Regions from separate parts of the Capra hircus genome. Here region 1 is linked to region 2. A link is a contact called in public Hi-C data. All regions are on one chromosome and are shown on one strand. The core of a region is the stretch at or near the end of the contact, and the rest is flanking DNA. Distances in the headings are between cores, read along the strand shown. Region 1 has its middle 63 kb from the start of ARHGEF37. Region 2 overlaps PPARGC1B (peroxisome proliferator-activated receptor gamma coactivator 1-beta).

Evidence for each region. A called contact is a pair of places that touch in the nucleus more often than the background predicts.
Region 1: a Hi-C map of liver shows a contact between it and region 2, with 6 times the contacts expected there. The contact joins two enhancer-like sites. A contact is called at or near these places in 3 of 5 Hi-C or Micro-C datasets (blood and liver).

Annotation. Positions count from the first base shown.
Region 1 is chr7:49,428,596-49,432,681 of ARS1.2, forward strand. No RefSeq gene overlaps it. Among named protein-coding and RNA genes, the nearest start is that of ARHGEF37, 63 kb to the right of the region's middle. Within about 2 kb of position 2,461, at least 2 of the 5 cell types and tissues checked have an H3K27ac peak or open chromatin away from gene starts, as enhancers often do.
Region 2 is chr7:49,306,563-49,310,534 of ARS1.2, forward strand. The region is part of intron 1 of PPARGC1B (peroxisome proliferator-activated receptor gamma coactivator 1-beta); the gene reads right to left. Among named protein-coding and RNA genes, the nearest start is that of MIR378, 34 kb to the right of the region's middle. Within about 2 kb of position 1,454, at least 1 of the 5 cell types and tissues checked has an H3K27ac peak or open chromatin away from gene starts, as enhancers often do.

The DNA.
Region 1 (4,086 bases), core at 1,211-3,710, 120 kb after region 2:
AAATCTGGACCAAGTGCTTTTGGTGGAAAATCCCACGGACGGAGGAGCCTGGCAGGCTACAGTCCCATGGGGTCGCAAAGAGTCGGACACGACTGAGCGATTTCACTTTGTGCTTTTTCAGGTGGGGATGGGGATACATGACTCCTAAGGGGAAGTGCCATGCCTTGGAATCTCTGGCTTGGGAGGGGGCGTGGGGGGCGGGGTAGTGTAAAGGGGAAGAAGGTAGATGTTAAGATTTTTCCAGTTGTGTACATGCCTCTGCCTCATGTCAGAGGGGTGGGAGAAGGGTAAACAAGAATTTGAGAAAAAAACATTTAGAAACGTGGCAGGGAACAAACGTCAGGAGAAAGTATATCCACAAAGGCGTATCAGCAAGGCTATCTCCACTGCTCTGCCTGAGCTCTGAGGGAGCTTCCTGACAGGGTGAAGTAATCCAAGATGGCGAGCTCTACTCACCACGGAGTATCCGAGGACATGGTCACATTATGTTCCCAGGGGGACAACTTTTGGCCTCTTAAGACATCCACTTGCTTTCAGTTTGGAAAGCGCCTACGCAGTGAAAGGGTATTTTTTAGAGCCTGAGGTGGTGAAGGGTCAGAAACACAGATGTTAGAGCAAAGGTTAAATGTACTCAGAGCGTCAGCCCAGAGAAGACTCGAGTGGGGGTCACGGTGGGCAAACCTGGGGAAGAATCCTTTGGAGGGGGTGGGAGCCAGAAAAACTGGCTGTGTCTTTGAGGATCATTCAAGCAGCGTTCCTACGTCGCAGACACAGGGCTAATGCCTCCATGACACAGTGCTAACGCCTCCGTGAAAGATCCCGTCTCGACATTCCAACAGCCCTTTGAGGTAGGACTATTTCCTGGCTTACCCACAAAGAGGAAAGTGAGGTTTTAGGGAGATGAAGTAACTTGTTCGATGAGGTCACACAGCTGGTAGGTGTGGAGTCGGGATTTGAACTTGGATGCTTTGCAGTGGGAAGTCTGGGCTCCTGACTACCACAGCCTCTTTATCCCATACCCTCTCCATCCCAGCCCCTTGCCCACAGGCAACCCATCTTGTTCCTTAGGTTCAATCCTGTCCTCAGATAGGAGAGTTTCCAGCAGCTCTGGCCCCTAGGGCTCCAAACGAAGTTTCTCGTGCCCAGTGCTGAATGCTGCCTCCTGCCAGTGTCTGATTTTAGTGGACCTGATTGCTAAGTCCCCAGGGCCTAGTACTTGAACTTCAACCCAAAGACTGGTACCCACTCTCTGACCTGGCCTTGATATCTTTTCTGTCTGAACATGAGGTGATACTTGTCCTTAAGTGCCCCATTGCAGTTCTGGACATCTACTATCTGTCCCCATATCTCTGGGGCGTGTGTCCTGGGATCACAGTGATCTCCCAACCTCACAACTTGTCACCTGACTTGACCCTCTTCCTGGCCCTGGCAGCTGGGACTATGTTGCCAGCCCCAGCCCCGCTCCAGGGGAGAGGCCTGGGTTTCACTGCAAACTAGACACCAGCCTATTCCATGAAATGCCTATAGAATAAGGTCCACAGAGGCTGGTTGCTGTTGAGATTTGTAGGGGTTATTTTTTTGTTTTTATTTTTCTTTAGCTTGCAGATCTTGAGAGCTTCCTATGTGCCAGCACTGGATTAATCATGTAAAGTGGATTCCCTCACATCACCCTCAAACAGCCCTCTGAGACATGAACAGAAGCTGCGGTGATTGCTATTACTGCACTGGCCTTTTCCCAGACCAGAGACTCTGCTGATGTGCCCAGAATCACTGAGACCCCAGAATCAAGACAAGCAGGCTCTTCCCTGGCCAGAAGCCCCACCTCCAGTTCCTATCTCACTGCCCCCCGCCCCGAGCCTGGGCCAGACTCGAGGCCCTATGGCTAGAAGGAGGTGATCCACTCCTCCCGCATGCAGCCTGGCTCTGCTCTCACACAGTGACCCGTGGGTCTCCTCTGGGTCTGCTTCTCTGGACCCTGTAGGAACAGCTTCAGCTGCCCCAAACAAGGGTTGATCTGCAGATTCTCACAGCCACTGACCCTGAGCCTGACCCACTCAGCTGCTGTCTACAGCTGAACACTCTTTCAAGAGCTCTGGGTGGGGAGGGCCCAACTGTTCCCTGACCCAGGGAAGGTGTAGCAGACTTGGTGATGCTCCCAGTCTCCTCTGAAGGCTGGGCAGCCCAAGGGGCAGAGGCATCTGGAGCTCCAGCTCCACTATCCACCACCTCCCTGTTCCCTTAGCCACTAAGCCACATAAGAGTCACTGTCCAGTCAGAAAGAGAACCACTCTATGACTTGTGAACAGAGAGACATGGGGAGGGAGTTACACAGGTTAAAGAAGATCCTGGAAGCACCACAGGGACTAACAATAGCAAAAAGACACTCTAGTCTCTAGGTTGGAGGAACGCAGGGAAGCGGCAGTGTTACTAGTGCCAGTATCTGACGCTATCTGACAGAAACTGGAAGCACAGCCAGGCCTTCCCAAGGCCAAGAGGCAAGGAACATCCAGTGGAAGCTGGAACCATGGAGGAGACCAGCCAAGGCAGAGATACAGCCTGAAACTGAGAGAGGGAGAAATATCTAGAGTTCTCCTCTCCTCCTTCCTGCCAGTGTCTCCCACTGGCCAAACATACTAGAAAATCAGAGGTCAGAGGAGCTTGGGAAATGTAGTTCTCTCTAGTACACAGCAGAGCTGGTCAGGGAATGACTGTGAGAGCGAGCAAGCAAATGACTAACCTCTGGAAATGAGAGCTGCTCAGAAGGGGTGGATGCAACTCCTACACCCGCTCTGGCCTCAATTTTTCTGAGGCTCAAGGCTGTTCCAAACCTTCAGCCACTGAGCTCCCTTCCTACTCATAGGCCTCAAGGCTGCCCAGACCCCTGATGCATGGGTCCAAGGCAGGGAACCCAGAACCACCACCCTGAGGTGCCTGGAAGCATGGGAGCTGCCTGAGTCCTAACGGAACAGCACTCACTAGTGTTCCTGAGCTCAGCATAAATCAGAGCCCGCAAGGACAAATCTAATCTCCCCCTCTCTTTGTTCCTGAATCTGCTACTGGAACCTCCAGCAAGGAGCTTTGGTCCCCAAAGCTGCTGGGTCTCCTGGGAACACCCTGAGAAGATGCTTCTGGATGCAAAGGGCCCTAAGCCTATGAGCAGAGTCCTGCTTCAGTGCACCTGCATGCCTGATTATCGCCTGAATCCCTGAATCGCTGCCTGACTTGTCCTGAGGCAGTGAACTGCAGAAAGTCCTATCACTGGGGAGAGGCAGGAGAATCTAGGACACTCCTGCCCATGACTGAGATTGTCCTGGATGGGAATGCTGCCCACCCTGACCCAGATGCAGCAGCAGGGATCCAGACCAGGGGACGTCCCAAGAATCCCTTTGGGGTGTAACAGCAGCCTCTGAGGGAAGGGCTGGAACCAGTCTCCATGAGGCCCTCACAAGCCAGGGGGCTTCATCTACATAAGGGAGTGGCCAGGCCTTGTCACCAGCCCCTATACTGAGAGAAAGACAGGCCCTGCAAACCTTCCTCCAAATGTCATGTCATCTCCCCTCACGTCCCCATAATAATGATAAGTATGTTTATTGAGTGCTAATGAGTCAGGTCCTGGCTCATTTATTCCTCAAAAGAACCTTGTGAAACAGGTCCTATGGAGATCCTCATGGATGGTCAGAAAATATGGCTCACAACCTAACAGAAGTTTGATGACAACAATAGTAACAATAGCATAAAAGAGAATGGTGCTCCCCAGAGATCCAAGGAAATTAATGTCTGATGAAGTAGTGAGTGAAGCGGAGACACACGTAGGGCTTTCACAGGACATAGACATGAAACTAATTCTTCAGAGGAGATTCTCCACCAGGGCAGCCAACCCACACTCTGGCAGAAGATGTACTAGGGGGGGATCTTCTGTGACCTGCACAATCTCCACACAGAAGAGTTCACATCAAAAAACAAAACAAAACCCTGGTATTTGATTTCTCTCAAAAAATCAGAATGCCTGGCACCACTTGGCCCTCATTCTGATGTGGCAACACTGACCGAAGCCGAGCAGCTGCAAGCTCCTGCAGCTGGAGTGTG
Region 2 (3,972 bases), core at 204-2,703:
AGCCTAACTAATTAAATGAAATGAAATAAATATTTTTTGTTTTTAAATGAACATCTGCTTATTTAACTTATATGCAGAGTACATCATGAGAAACGCTGGGCTGGAAGAAACACAAGCTGGAATCAAGATTGCTGGGAGAAATATCAATAACCTCAGATATGCAGATGACACCACCCTTATGGCAGAAAGTGAAGAGGATCTAAAAAGCCTCTTGATGAAAGTGAAAGAGGAGAGTGAAAAAGTTGGCTTAAAGCTCAACATTCAGAAAACAAAGATCATGGCATCTGGTCCCATCACTTCATGGCAAATAGATGGGGAAACAGTGGAAATAGCGACAGACTTTATTTTGGGGGGGCTCCAAAATCACTGCAGATGGTGATTGCAGCCATGAATTTAAAAGACGCTTACTCCTTGGAAGGAAAGTTACGACCAATCTAGGTAGCATATTCAAAAGCAGAGACATTACTTTGCCAACAAAGGTCCGTCTAGCCAAGGCTATGGTTTTTCCAGTGGTCATGTATGGATGTGAGAGTTGGACTGTGAAGAAAGCTGAGTGCTGAAGAATTGATGCCTTTGAACTGTGGTGTTGGAGAAGACTGTTGAGAGTCCCTTGGACTGCAAGGAGATCCAACCAGTCCATCCTAAAGGAGATCAGTCCTGGGTGTTCTTTGGAAGGAATGATACTAAAGCTGAAACTCCAGTACTCTGGCCACCTCATGCAAAGAGTTGACTCATTGGAAAAGACTCTGATGCTGGGAGGGATTAGGGGCAGGAGGAGAAAGGGACGACAGAGGATGAGATGGCTGGATGGCATCACTGACTCGATGGATGTGAATCTGAGTGAACTTCGGGAGTTGGTGATGGACAGGGAGGCCTGGCATGCTGCGATTCATGGGGTCGCAAAGAGTCGGACACGACTGAGCAACTGAACTGAATTGAACTGATAGAGCAGATGAAAGCTGGAGCCAGCTTGGAGAGATCGCTCAGTAACATTCTGTTGGTAATATGAAATCAGCTGTAGGTGGGCAATTTACATCATGGAAACTGGTCAACTCTAAAAATGATGGCTCCCACCCCATCCCTGAGCCCACTGTTACACATTTACCAGGACACCACTGAACACAATACTGTAAGTACAGAACTTTCTACTCAGTGCTGCCAGACAGGCAAACAGAAAGAACAAGGATAAAGGAATACCACTCACAATATCTTTCTATGCAAAACTAACAGAGCAAAGGAAAACAGTTTCCTTGCTATAATTTACGTGCAACATACTAGGTGTTTCCCGTTGTGCTGTGCTTTTGTTCGGATTCTCTCCACTCCCCAGGTCTGACCTCACAGATCTGTGGCCACACCCAGCTGCTCCCACCCTCATGCCTTTGCCTACACACTGCCTGCAGCACCCCACTAGTGTCCCCAGCAGCCCGACAAACCTGGGCCACCAGGGCCCCTGCACTGGGCTTTGTTTGCACCTTAGAGGGCTTGGCGCTGGCCCTCCTCCAGCAACCCCCTCTGGACCCACATATGCCTGCCTAAATGGCCCTGGGCCTGCTTTCAGGGCCCATGCTGGCCTCTCCCCTGGATCTATCATCCGCAGGATGACTGCACGGTGTGTGTGCACTCTGAGGCCCAGGGGTGACCCAGGGTGGCTGTCTGCGGTTCCCTGGTACGTACATGGAGCTTAGACATTCTGCCGGGGGCCCACTTGTACTCTGTCCTAGCTTCAACAAACCTGCCATCCAATTTCTTCAAGGTTCTAGAATAAGAAATTTGTCAGTGTCGATGATGGAGATCCTTCAAAGCCTAAGGTCTTCATCTCCTCCATAAACCATAAACCATAGTCAGCACTGCCCCTAGAACAGTTTTGTATCACATTTAGTCATTTAAGTCTTTATGACTGCTTTGATGTGACCACTCAAGGTTATTTCAAGTTATTCCAATAAACCTTTGTATTTCTATAATAAAATCTGTTTTTATTCTTAACATAACTCCTGGGGGGAAAGGAACATGCTATTATTTCCACCTAACACGCAGAAGACTTAGAGCTATTAAGTCACTTGCCCAAAGTCAAAAGTCTGCATGGGTGCTTATGTATGTCTCCCTCTAATCAGATGATCAACTTCTTTGAGGGTGGGGATAATGTCTTATACTTATCTGGACTTTGAGGGGCTACTAGGCAACAAAAATACGGTTCCTCGAAGTGTGAATGGGGCTTCCCAGGTGGCTCAGTGGTAAAGAATCCACCTGCCAAGGCAGGAGCCACCAGAGACACGGGTTCGATCCCTGGGTTCAGAAGATCCCCTGGAGGAGAAAATGGCAACCCACTCCAGCACTCTCGCCAGGATAATCCCATGGACAGAGGAGCCTGGCGGGCTATAGTCCATGGGGTCGCAAAGAGTCGGACATGACTGAGTGAGCACTCACGCATGAGATGTAAAAATTAGGTCCCTTTTTTTGTCTTTGAACTTCACTCATGAGAAACTGAGCACAATGAGACAGGTGGAGCAGGCGACTTCGGGACTTCAGAGCTCCTCCCCGCCACGGAGCCAGACCCGGCGAGAAAGCAGGGGGCTCCCTCAACCCTGAGGAGGCGTAGGTGCAGCTGAGGGGGATGCCGAGCTGTCACAGAGCTGAGGGGGCTCTGGAGATGGAATACTTTCCCCCGCAGATGCCCATGTCCTAAACCCCCAAACCTGGGACTAGGCTAAGTTATAACGGGTTTTGCAGATGTAATGATGTCAAAGATCTTGAGATGGGGAAATTACTTTGGGTTATCTGGTTGGGTTCCCTGTAATTACAGGGTTTTTATAAGAAGGCAAGAGAGTCAAAAATGGAGATGTGACGATAGAAGTTGAGGTCAGAGCAACATAACCACAACCAAGGAATGTGTACAGCCTCTAGAAGTCTTCAAAGGCAAGAAGACAGATTTTGCCCTGACTCTCCAGTAAGAAATGAAGCCCCGCCATTGGTGCAAGTCCAATGAGACCCATCTTGGCTGTCTGACCTCCTGAACTGTAAGATAATAATTTTGTTTGTAGTGATTTGTTACAGCAGCAATAGGAAGCTAAGACAACTCCTGTTGAATGTATAAGAAATTGAAGCCCAGAGAGAAGGCAGTGGCCCTCGACTGTGAGGACAGACCCAAGAAGAAGCAGCGTTCATGGTGCCCTTGATGGGCTTCTGGCCCCAGTGAGAACCACCTCTCCTGCAGTTTGCTATTTAGCCATCTTGGTTATCATTTGTAAGGAAAAAACACGTAAGAAGTCATGTGGAAGAATACATACAAATGCTAAAAAGTTCCAGGGGAGCAGAGTTCATCTCAACAAAAGAAATAGATAAGCTGTCAGATGCACCTACAGTGAGAACGAATGCCTTATCCCTGGAGGTGACAGCTGATTGGGTACAGCATTTTCGGGGATACTAACAGAAGCTTTCTTACTTTGGAAAGTTAGACCAAAGGGTACCCACGAATTCACGATTTGAGCGGATCCTAGATTTCTAGAATTCCTCTACGCTGAGAATGAGTCTCCATTTCCCTGCAGTTTCGACATCTCCACTCTACCCTTCAATAAAGCCTGAGACCCCATGCTTGTAAGATGTCTTTATGTCATCTCTCCGCACATCCTCAAAGCTTCCTGGTGTCTCTGTGGAGTCAGAGGAAAAACCAGGAAGAACACTTCCCCTGGGAGCCCTGAATTTCTAAACAATTATTTTATTACCAAGAAATCATTCCAGACAGCCTCACTCAGACCACACCTCCTGGATCTAGGAGAAAGGCTGGGGGCACAAGAATGCATTTGTGGGCTCCTGCACAAACACCCCCTCAGGTTCCCAGAGCCCACCTCTGTGAAATTTACACCCCAGCCCACACCCTTCCCTCCCAGCCAAGCCAGCGTGGGAAATAGGCCGAGAGGTCGAACTCTGCAGAAAGAAGACTGTTGTTTCCTAGCACAGGCAGACTTCCTCCCCTGG